Linked DNA regions of Sorghum bicolor: region 1 is linked to region 2. The links are chromatin contacts, called in public HiCAR-type maps. All regions are on one chromosome and are shown on one strand. The core of a region is the stretch at or near the end of the contact, and the rest is flanking DNA. Distances in the headings are between cores, read along the strand shown.

Evidence for each region. HiCAR-type assays count read pairs that join an accessible place to other places.
Region 1: a contact with region 2 is called in a HiCAR-type map of leaf, with 2.4 times the contacts expected there. The contact joins the promoter of LOC110436171 here to the promoter of LOC8072697 in region 2. A contact is called at or near these places in 2 of 4 Hi-C or Micro-C datasets (both in leaf) and 1 of 1 datasets of contacts at active chromatin or transcription factors (leaf).

The regions. Positions count from the first base shown.
Region 1 is chr6:42,698,772-42,703,532 of Sorghum_bicolor_NCBIv3, reverse strand. It overlaps LOC110436171, which reads left to right and starts at 1,973. Exons shown (of 4, transcript XM_021462524.1): 1 at 1,973-2,256; 2 at 3,720-3,769; 3 at 3,966-4,061; 4 at 4,685-4,761. The coding sequence starts at 2,136. The coding sequence ends at 4,690. LOC8075257 (F-box/FBD/LRR-repeat protein At1g13570) reads left to right here. Exons shown (of 3, transcript XM_002447726.2): 3 at 1-386.
Region 2 is chr6:42,658,970-42,663,623 of Sorghum_bicolor_NCBIv3, reverse strand. LOC8072697 reads right to left here and starts at 2,079. Exons shown (of 1, transcript XM_021462667.1): 1 at 99-2,079. The coding sequence starts at 1,524. The coding sequence ends at 403.

The DNA.
Region 1 (4,761 bases), core at 724-3,223, 40 kb before region 2:
TGTTATGTTATCTGGTTATCTGAATCTACTTTTAAATTTAGGCAGCATTTCTGCTCTCGTTCTAAAGAAGAGCAATATCCATGGTGCCACTGTCAGATAGTTTCCACTGTCCTGGGTTGATTGATGTTCTGAATCTAGACTGATTTATGTGGTCTTTATGGTTAATCCTTGAAGAGTTGCTACCGATGATGCCAGTGGCAGGCCTTTTGGCCGTAGTACTCCTACATGGTCTTTACTTGCTGAAAATAATACTCCTACATTTGTCAGTCATCTGTTTTTCTTGCACTTTGAAAATAATTTTGAAGTTCATGTCCCTTGTCAGATTGTGTGATATTTCATAAGCTTCAAATCTGTAGTACTCCTACATGGTCTTTACTTGCTGAAAATTACTAGCAATGGCGTCTCATTTGTGGCTTCTAATCTGTATGTTTTGGATAAATCGTTAAATTTTGTTTCATCGTTTTGTCCGATGCTTTTTTTTCCCCGCACAAGGGATGCGCTCCTTCGGTAATCGGTACACCCCTTTTCCTTTGAGAAATTGTTGAATTCTGGACATCTGAGATGGACCTCTGCGCATAAATTTGAAGCTCCTAGTGCAACATGTCAGCCATTCAGCTTGTTCCTGGCCCGTTACTCATGGCGACAGCAGAGCCGCAACTGGCCAGCCAACCTCATGTTGCAAGTGACTGTCACACCTGACACTTATCAATGAGGAAGGTGGCGCGGAGAGTAAAGGTGTTTTCCTGTTAGCGTATTTGACACTCTTCGTTTTCTATTCATGTACTGTCATGCGGGCCCGCTTCGACAGAGACTGTAATGGCACATAGGTGCTCAAACTCTAAGGGGATCGAGTAATTCACAAATCGAAACAGAGGCCTTGTTTAATTGTAAAAAGTTTTCAAGATTCCTCGTCACATCGAATCTTGCAGTATATGCATGATACATTAAATATACATGAAAACAAAAACTAATTATACAGCTGTAAATCGCGGGACGAATCTTTTAAGCCTAGTTACTCTAAGATTGGATAATATTTGTCAAATATAAACGATTTTGCGAACTGAACAAGGCCAGAAATTCCCCAAGGCCTTGTTTAGTTCGTAAAATTTTTTGAGTTTGACTACTGTAGCACTTTTGTTTTTATTTGACAATTATTGTTTAATTATGGTCTAACTAGGCTTAAAAGATTTATCTCGTAAATTACAAGTGAACTGTGCAATTAGTTATCTTTTTTATCTATATTTAATGCTCCATGCATGTACTGCAAGATTTGATGTGACGAAAAATCCTGAAAAATTTTGGGAACTAAACAAGGCCTTAGTTCCTCCCGAAAGTCAAAAGCTTTTCAAAATTATCTGTCACATCGAATCATACGACATATGCATGGAGTATTAAATATAGATAAAAAATAATTTGCGAGACGAAAATTTTAAACTTAGTTAGTCTATAATTAGATAATAATTGTCACATACAAACGAAAGTGCTATAGTAGTCTGAAAAGTTTTCACAAGGAAACTAAACAAGGCCTAAGGCTGAGGCTGTCCTCGCCAGCGTTCTTCAGTCTTCACCCTCTTGTATTGATGTGACAGAGGCATTACATTAGAATGCATAAAAAGACATGCGCACCAGTATCATCATGCAGCGTAATGTTGGTGCTCACGCACAAATTCCAGCACCCTCATCACCCTTCCTCCTTGGAGGGATGCCCCTAGATCTTGTTAGATAATCTCGGTAGTTCAATAGGAAATTTAAAACTATAGAGTGCAACAGCTCCTCAAATAGAAGCCGAGTCCACGTATCCTTAAATTTTTCCTGCCGTCTGATCCCTGTAATCACCGGTGTAGATTAGTTGGCCTGCAGTGTCCTGAAATCAGAATCTGTCTTTCTTCATCGAATCTGGTAGATTCTTTCAGTTCTCATAGGTTGCAGCCAGCTTCCTGATGGCATATGCAGTCTATCCAATATATATCTAGATCCTGCTCTTGGAAGCTAGCAGGCCCACTGTGCTTTTCTGGTTCTCTTCGTTGCCTCCGCTCCTGGCCCACTCCACTTCCGTCCCCCTCCCTTCTCGCACCTCCTCCCTCTCTTCTCCCGACGCAGGCGATGGCGACGACGCCTTTGCGGTGTGCGCCCCCATGGTGGCTGTCCATAGCTGCTGTGGAGCCGCGCGGCCGGCCCCCACCAATCGCCGCCGGTGCGCGTTAGCCTTCATGATGCCTCCTCCTGGTGATCCGCATGGCCTCGACGAAACCCTAGGTGCTCCCTCACCGCGCGTCAGTCCCCTTGCGCTCGCCACTTGCCTGTGATTCTACCTCTATCCCCATGCCATGGCGCACCATCTGGGCCCTGCGTTGGCCGCACATGGTGGCCGCACCCGCTGCAGGTAGCTATCGGCGGTGATGTCACTAGGAAGGAGCAGTATCTTGTTTTCGATTTTGATTTTGATTTTGTCTCTTTGATTTCTTTCTATGTTGACTTCGATTCCTAAATTTTTTCCTTCTATGGCCTGTGATAAAAATTCTAGAACCGTTGATCAAGGATATGAACTGATGTTTGTTCGCTTGTGAGGTACTAGGCATGCTCACCTACCTATATTCTGATCCCCGTAAGCCGGGTCCATGTATCCTTAAATTTTTGTGTGGTCTGATCCCCGTAATTACCTCTGCAGATTAGTTTGCCTACGATTCCTTAAAATTAGATGCCTTTGTTTACCGAATCTGAGAGATTCCTTCAGTTTGGATATGCTGCCACTTGCTTCACGATGGCATATGCGGCCCGACCAATATATACCCGGATCCTGCTTTTTGGAATCTATATCTTCTGCAGCATATTCGACTAACCCGATTGGGCCATGCCTACAAGCTCCAAGTTTATGAACAAATGATGATTACTATGTTTCTGAGGCCTTTAAAAATCCTATCTTCGTTAAAAAAACTTATCTTTTTCATTTCGACATATGATGGTTGGTAGGCTCTCTACTTCTTTCTACTCTCCTGATCTTTTGTTAGATCAATAAATATTTTGTTTATCCATATCTATGTTAGGACCTATGCACCTGCTTACATAGCAGTAGATATTCAGACAGTCCCAGTCTCTTTGTTCCATTCTGTTTTTATACAATGATGCTATATAAATCAAGTACTTGGAAAAATATAATACCCGACATCACCTATTAGATTTTTGATAGCCAGTATTACCTATTACTTCTTTCACATCAATGTCAGGTCCCATTAGTTTTGGCACCTTATTTTCAGTTAACATATATTGTCCAATGATTCCTTTGCAAAGTGTCACTATGTTTTGTTTCAGACTTCCAGCATGTAGGCTTCAAACTATTATTGTTGAAACACTTTGGGATTGTGCCTCTCTACTTTTTGTACCTATTATCTGTTCTGCAGGCAAAGTAAGTCCTGACAATGTGGTTTACAGTCTTTGCACTCTCTTGCTTGATCTCCTGAGTGGAAAGCACATTTCACCTGATCATTTAAGTTTTCCTGCTCTTCATGTGTTGTACAGCTTTCGAGAAGCAGAGTGCTCTGTTTACTCTTGCAGTTTCAGACATTTTTACGATAGGTTTGTAAGTTTCTGTTTCAAGTATTACTGCTTTATTGCAAGTTAAGATTTGGGTGAGCACGGAGACATTCATTTCTCTATTTCTGCGGTTTGATATTTTTACTTTGTCTGCCTTTTCTTGTGTTCTGATTTTCCGATCTTTGCAGAAATCGCTAGAGTACCTAGCACAAGTTCTCAAGGAGGATATATTGAAAAGGTGCAAATGCAATCTGCTTACCTGCTTTCATCTTTGCCATGTATCACAGTTTTTTTCTATTAGATATGGGATACTGTTCTCAAGCCAGTAGTCTACACGGAAGCAACACTTTGTGATTTCTTAAATGTTGCTGCTTCAATTTTCTGAAAGTAAGACTTCCATGCATGAACTGACTAATATTTTCTATAATATAAAGGTGAAGGTCCCTTGCTACGACCTTGCCTCAGTGGGAGCACAACAGTACGACTTCTTCCTTGATGTGCATAGGATAGGATCAAATGATCTTCTCCAGGTTAGTGCATTGTGTGTGCTTGAAAATCCAGTGAACAATTGTTGATTTTTTGTGTGCTAAAATCTTACTTGGCCTTACCAAACATGTTCGTTCTGGTCCTGTACACTGAATTGAGTATTTTTTTAGTAGATTCTTGTCAATACTTGCAGCTATTTTTCTTAACTCTAGATTTCTGCGTGTAGTTCTTTTCTTGTTCTCAGATAATTATTACCCCAGCCGATTTGTTGCTTGCCACAATCACGTCAATACCAACATATTCTGATTCCTGTTCTTTCTTTAATTATTCATCTCTTCTTGATAACTAGGTGTGTGCATTATGTACCTGTTACAAATTTGGTTATGGCTATATCTTCATAGTATGCTGCTATTTTTAAATTATCAACTCAAACTGCTGGAAGCCTGCCTGCCTTTGGCTCGATGAAAGTTTGCGTGTCCCCTGCCTTTGTAGGATGAATGGCAGCACACTCTATAGTATGTCTTCATGCAGTATCTCTCTTAGTTGTATATTCATCCCACCTAATGTGTATATTAATGCCTTCATCTACAAATACATGCTTCTAGCTGGCAATGTACAGAGTTTAGCTGACTATGCTAATGTGAGATCTGCTGTTTTTCTGCTGTAGGTTTGATTGTCCATATCTAGGATTCCTTCATAGTTCAGTATTGTCATCCGTACCTAGATCTCCTTCCTGTAATATGT
Region 2 (4,654 bases), core at 830-3,329:
TTACAATAAATTAGCGAACAATATTTTTCTGCTGCCACGGCTTTTCAGCCAACAAAGGTAGTGTAGTAACTAGTAAGTTGAGCACGGTGAAGACAAAATAAGAGTAAACATAAGATCCAATCATTGGTGTATTTCTGATAAGTAACTAGGAGAACGCAGTTACAGTCATGTCATTGTAGGAAATTAGCACAGCGCGATGCAGCAAACTGAAACGAATCTCTTTGTGTGTGTCAACCTCTCTCTCTCTGACCCTATTCACAATCACACCACCCCTTGTGATGCATCAGATTGATCAACAACAGTCAACCAACTGAATGTCTACTATCCTAATCAATCCCAAGATAACAAACCCCAAGGAAGCCAAGAAGTGAGAAAATGGCGATCGAAAGTCGCATGTACAGGTTAAGTGCTCTTGGAAAAGCCCCTGAATCCTTGGATCAGCAGGCAGAACCCCTGCCCCGACGACGCCCCACCGCCTCCTCCCGCCTTCTGTCGCCGACCGCCGCTCGGCGTCACCGGCAGCTTGTCCGTCTCCTCGCCGTCGTCGTCGGCGGCGGCGAAGAAGCAATCGTCGTCCGTCCACAGCTTCGTTGTCTCCGACGCGCCGCGCGCCTGGAACGTGAACACGGCGCAGGAGGAAGAGGAAGAGGAGGAGGAGGAGGACGGGTGGGGCGGCAACTCGGCGGCGCCCGCCGCGTGGAAGAGCCAGCCGTGCAGGTCCCACGTCATGTCGACGGGCGCGCCGCCGTCGAGGAAGATGGTGTGGCTGCCGCGGAAGTTCCACCGCAGCCGCCGGAGCTGCACGACTTTCCGGCCGTCCACGGTGACCCACGCCTCCGCGTCGCCGTCCCGCACCACGACGCCGATCTCGTGCTCGTCGCCGGACTCGAGGAACCGCGCCCTCGTGGACCAGCAGCCGCACCCGACGAACCGCTCCCGGCGCCGCGCCAAACGGGACCCCGCGATCGGTATCCCGCCGTGCAGGCGGTCGACGTACCCGCGGCTGAGGTCGCCCAGCAGGAGCACGAACTCGGCGTCGGCCACCACGGCCACGTAGAACCCGGAGGTCGGCTCGGGCCCCGCCCACGCGCCAGCGCCAGCGGTGTCGGCGTACCGCGCCGCGGCGTAGTCCCAGAACACGCCCACCACGCAGCTCCCCGCCGTGAACGTCCCGCTCCCCTTCTTCTTGTGCAGGTGGCGCAGCGCCGCCGCCGCGTTGCTGGCCCGGTGGTGGCGCGAGGCGGCGGCGGCGGCGGCGGTGGCGGCCTCGTGGACGGCGACGGAGAGCGCCGGCCCGTCGGGCGCCCGAGACCACGTGACGTCGATGAGTAGCTCCTTCCCGGACGCCGAGAGCCGGGACCGGTACGCGGTGGTCACCGCGCTCACAGCCGGCGCCCTCCCCCCGCCGCCTGCCTCCGGCGCGCCGCCCGCGGCCGCGGCATTGGCGGCGCCGGAGCCGGAGCAGGCGGCGACGTCGGAGATCCGCACGGCGTGCTCGCTGAAGCACGACACCAGGTCCTTCATGCCTCGCTCGATCTTCCTTCCTTCCTTCTCTCCGGGCGGTCCTCTTGTTTCTTGGACGGACGCGGCGGCGCTCCCCAGTCCCAGTCCCCACCCTGGATGGAATTCTTGGGCCGGCCGGCCGGCCGCCTACCACTCACCACCACCGGGCCGAGAGGGAGGATATGGCTTTGCGGACAGCAACGGCAGAGGCATTATGCTGAATTGGTGATGGCGACGGGCATTAGAGTGGTTCGGTAATCGCAGGAGAAAGGTATCTCTTAACTGGGAAGCCTGCCAGGCAATAGGCTGGGGCTTACAACAAGGTAGGTATCATAATCTCTCGCTCTCAGAGCAAGTATTATAGTGGACTGTAAGCTGGCTAAATGCTGATGTGGAGGAGAGAAGGGAGAAGAGAGAGAAGAAGCAGGCTGTGAGGTTGTAAGCTTACAGTCAGCTTAGACACAAAAAACCAAGAAATTTTGTGAGAGAGATAAGTAGGTCATGTATTAATAATGAATAGCTAACTATTTTATGGATGACCTGCAAGAAGACTATAAGAAAACTTACAGCCAGCAAGTGGACTGTATTATTAAACTTGCTCTCATACGGTTCTGGCGGCCACCACAGCTAGCGTATAGACAGTTTCCTCCCGCCGTGCTCCTTCAAGGCTTTTCAATCACAGCAGTGGGACCGACCGACGGGAGCACAAATTCCTGTGTCGCAGCCGAGGCAAATCTCGGTTTCGGCTCCCAGAGGCTGGTGCTGCGTTTCGGCCTTTCCTTCATCAGGTTCCGGGGCTTTTGTTGTAAACTGCCGGGTGCGAGCAGAGCATGCAACGGAACGGAGGAGGGAAACGCATCGCTTTTCTCTACTGCGGTGCGCTTTAACAAACTGAAACTTCCCAGACGAAACGGGCGGGGCGGCGGGCACCTGCGACCACAAAAAGGAAGCCCTGGAACGAGGCTTGCCTCTTTCTAGGCCGAGCGAGGTATGCACCACGTATACGTACAGTACGTGACACGGAATGAATATATAATGAATAGGAGTGAGTGAGTACGAAACGGGTACTAGTACACGTCTAGAGTAGAATTACACTACTCGTGGGAACCGTTGGATTAGAAGGCAACATCTAGGATCTTCCCTCTCCCTGGCAGCAGGTCTAGTGTGCGTTCCCCGTTTTGCGTCGCAAGCGTTACGAAGAAGCGTACTACTACGTACCGCTGCTGTGTGGATTGACACTAACAGTATGCTGCCGATTCGAACATGATCATCCTGCCCACTCACACGTATTGCAATTTGCCACGGGCCGCTGTACTTTCGCCGCGCCGAGGACGCCACCTGCGCTCTACTACGGGTGGGTGCGTGCTGCGTGGGTCAGCCAAGCCGAACCGCCGATGCGTCGCCCCCCGACTCGAAACCGAAAACGGCCGCGCGGCGGCGTTGAATGCATGGCGCCGCTTTTACGTTATTGGATGGCGAGTTGGCCTTCGTCCGGTCTGGGCCGATACGAAACGGTACGTGCAGGCCTTTCAATGCGACGAGCGTTTGCGCCGAATGAAAGCAAGCCTCGTTGCTGTCTTTCTAGTGCGGTACAGTACATACTCCAGCACACAGGAGCTCACAAGGGCCAGATGCCTACTTCCTCCGTCCCAAAAAAGAGTGTCGTTTTAGGTTTTTGTGCCACAAGTTTGACTTGATTTATAGAAAATACGTTCAATATTTATATCTCTATAAATAAATTTGTTAAAAAACTAGACTTAAAGATTTTTTCCAATAATATTACTTATGTATTATAAATATTAATATTTTTTACTATATATTTAGTTAAAGTTATTTCTCGGAAAGCGAAAACGACACTTATTTTGAGACGGAGGGAGTAGATAGTAAATACAGTACACCTACGTGGGAGCACCGCCAGTACTACGCGAGCGAGAAGCTAGTAATAAGCTCTTGTCTAGATCCGAAATATTTTTGAATTTTGATATTGTAGTACTTTTGTTTGTATTTGATAATTACTGTCTAATCATAAACTAAAAGAGATTCGGCTTGTAAATTATAAATAAATATTAATGCTCTATGTATGTGTAGTAAAATTTGATGTGACGAGAAATCTTGAAAAGTTTTTGAATTATAGGGTGAATTAAACAAGACCTAAGCTAAGCATTCTCAGATGGGAATGATCAGAATCCTGCCTTCCGTTACAACCGAGAAGAGATCCTCGTTTTGGCATTCCTCCATTTCGCTGCTGCACGCCTTCACGCCGGCCGGCGCCCAACGAAAGAGCGAGCGAGCATGGGTACCGGTGGTTGGCCGGCACGCCCTACTTTTCTCTTCGCCTGCCGAAGCATGAACCCTGCACGCATCGGCTTTGCCTGCGCTGGTAGAGAGAGTCGTCGTAGTAAACAAACACGGCCGCGAAGAGTGCGAAACGCCCTTTGCGCCAAACCATGTGATCGACGACGACGCGGATGGCTGGGCTGGGGCGTTGGAGCACGCAAGATTGATGCGTCACCCAGCAGCGCCAGCAATATCGCAGGAAATTGTGATATCAAAACTACTGTCATACGTAGCGGTTGTTTGTTTGTTGCAGAGTACATGCAGTACGTCATACTTGTGTCGTATAGTATACTTCGCTCTTTGCCTTGTTTAGTTTCTAAAAAAATTTTGCAAAATTTTTCAGATTCTCCGTTACATCGAATCTTTAGACGCATGCATGGAATATTAAATATAAATGAAAATAAAAACTAATTGCACAGTTTGGTCGATTGACGAGACGAATCTTTTGAGGCTAGTTAGTTTATGATTGGACAATATTTGTCAAATACAAACGAAACCCTTCTCTTTTTCCTCTACGATCGATCTACTGCCATAATCATTGACTAATGACTGCAGTCTGCAGAGGCGGCTGCACTGCACGTTCTTTTCGGCATCTGCATAGCCACAGGAGTGCTTCTACCGGACGTACTGACTGCACATGTCATATCATTGTGCGTGGTCGTACTGTTTTCTTGTATTCGTCTTTCAAAAAGAAAAGTTTTTGACATCATCAAATATATCGGTACATATTTAAAGTATTAAATATAGACTAATAAAAAATAAATTATATAGCTCGTCTAAAAACTATGAGATAAATTTATTAAGCTAATTAATC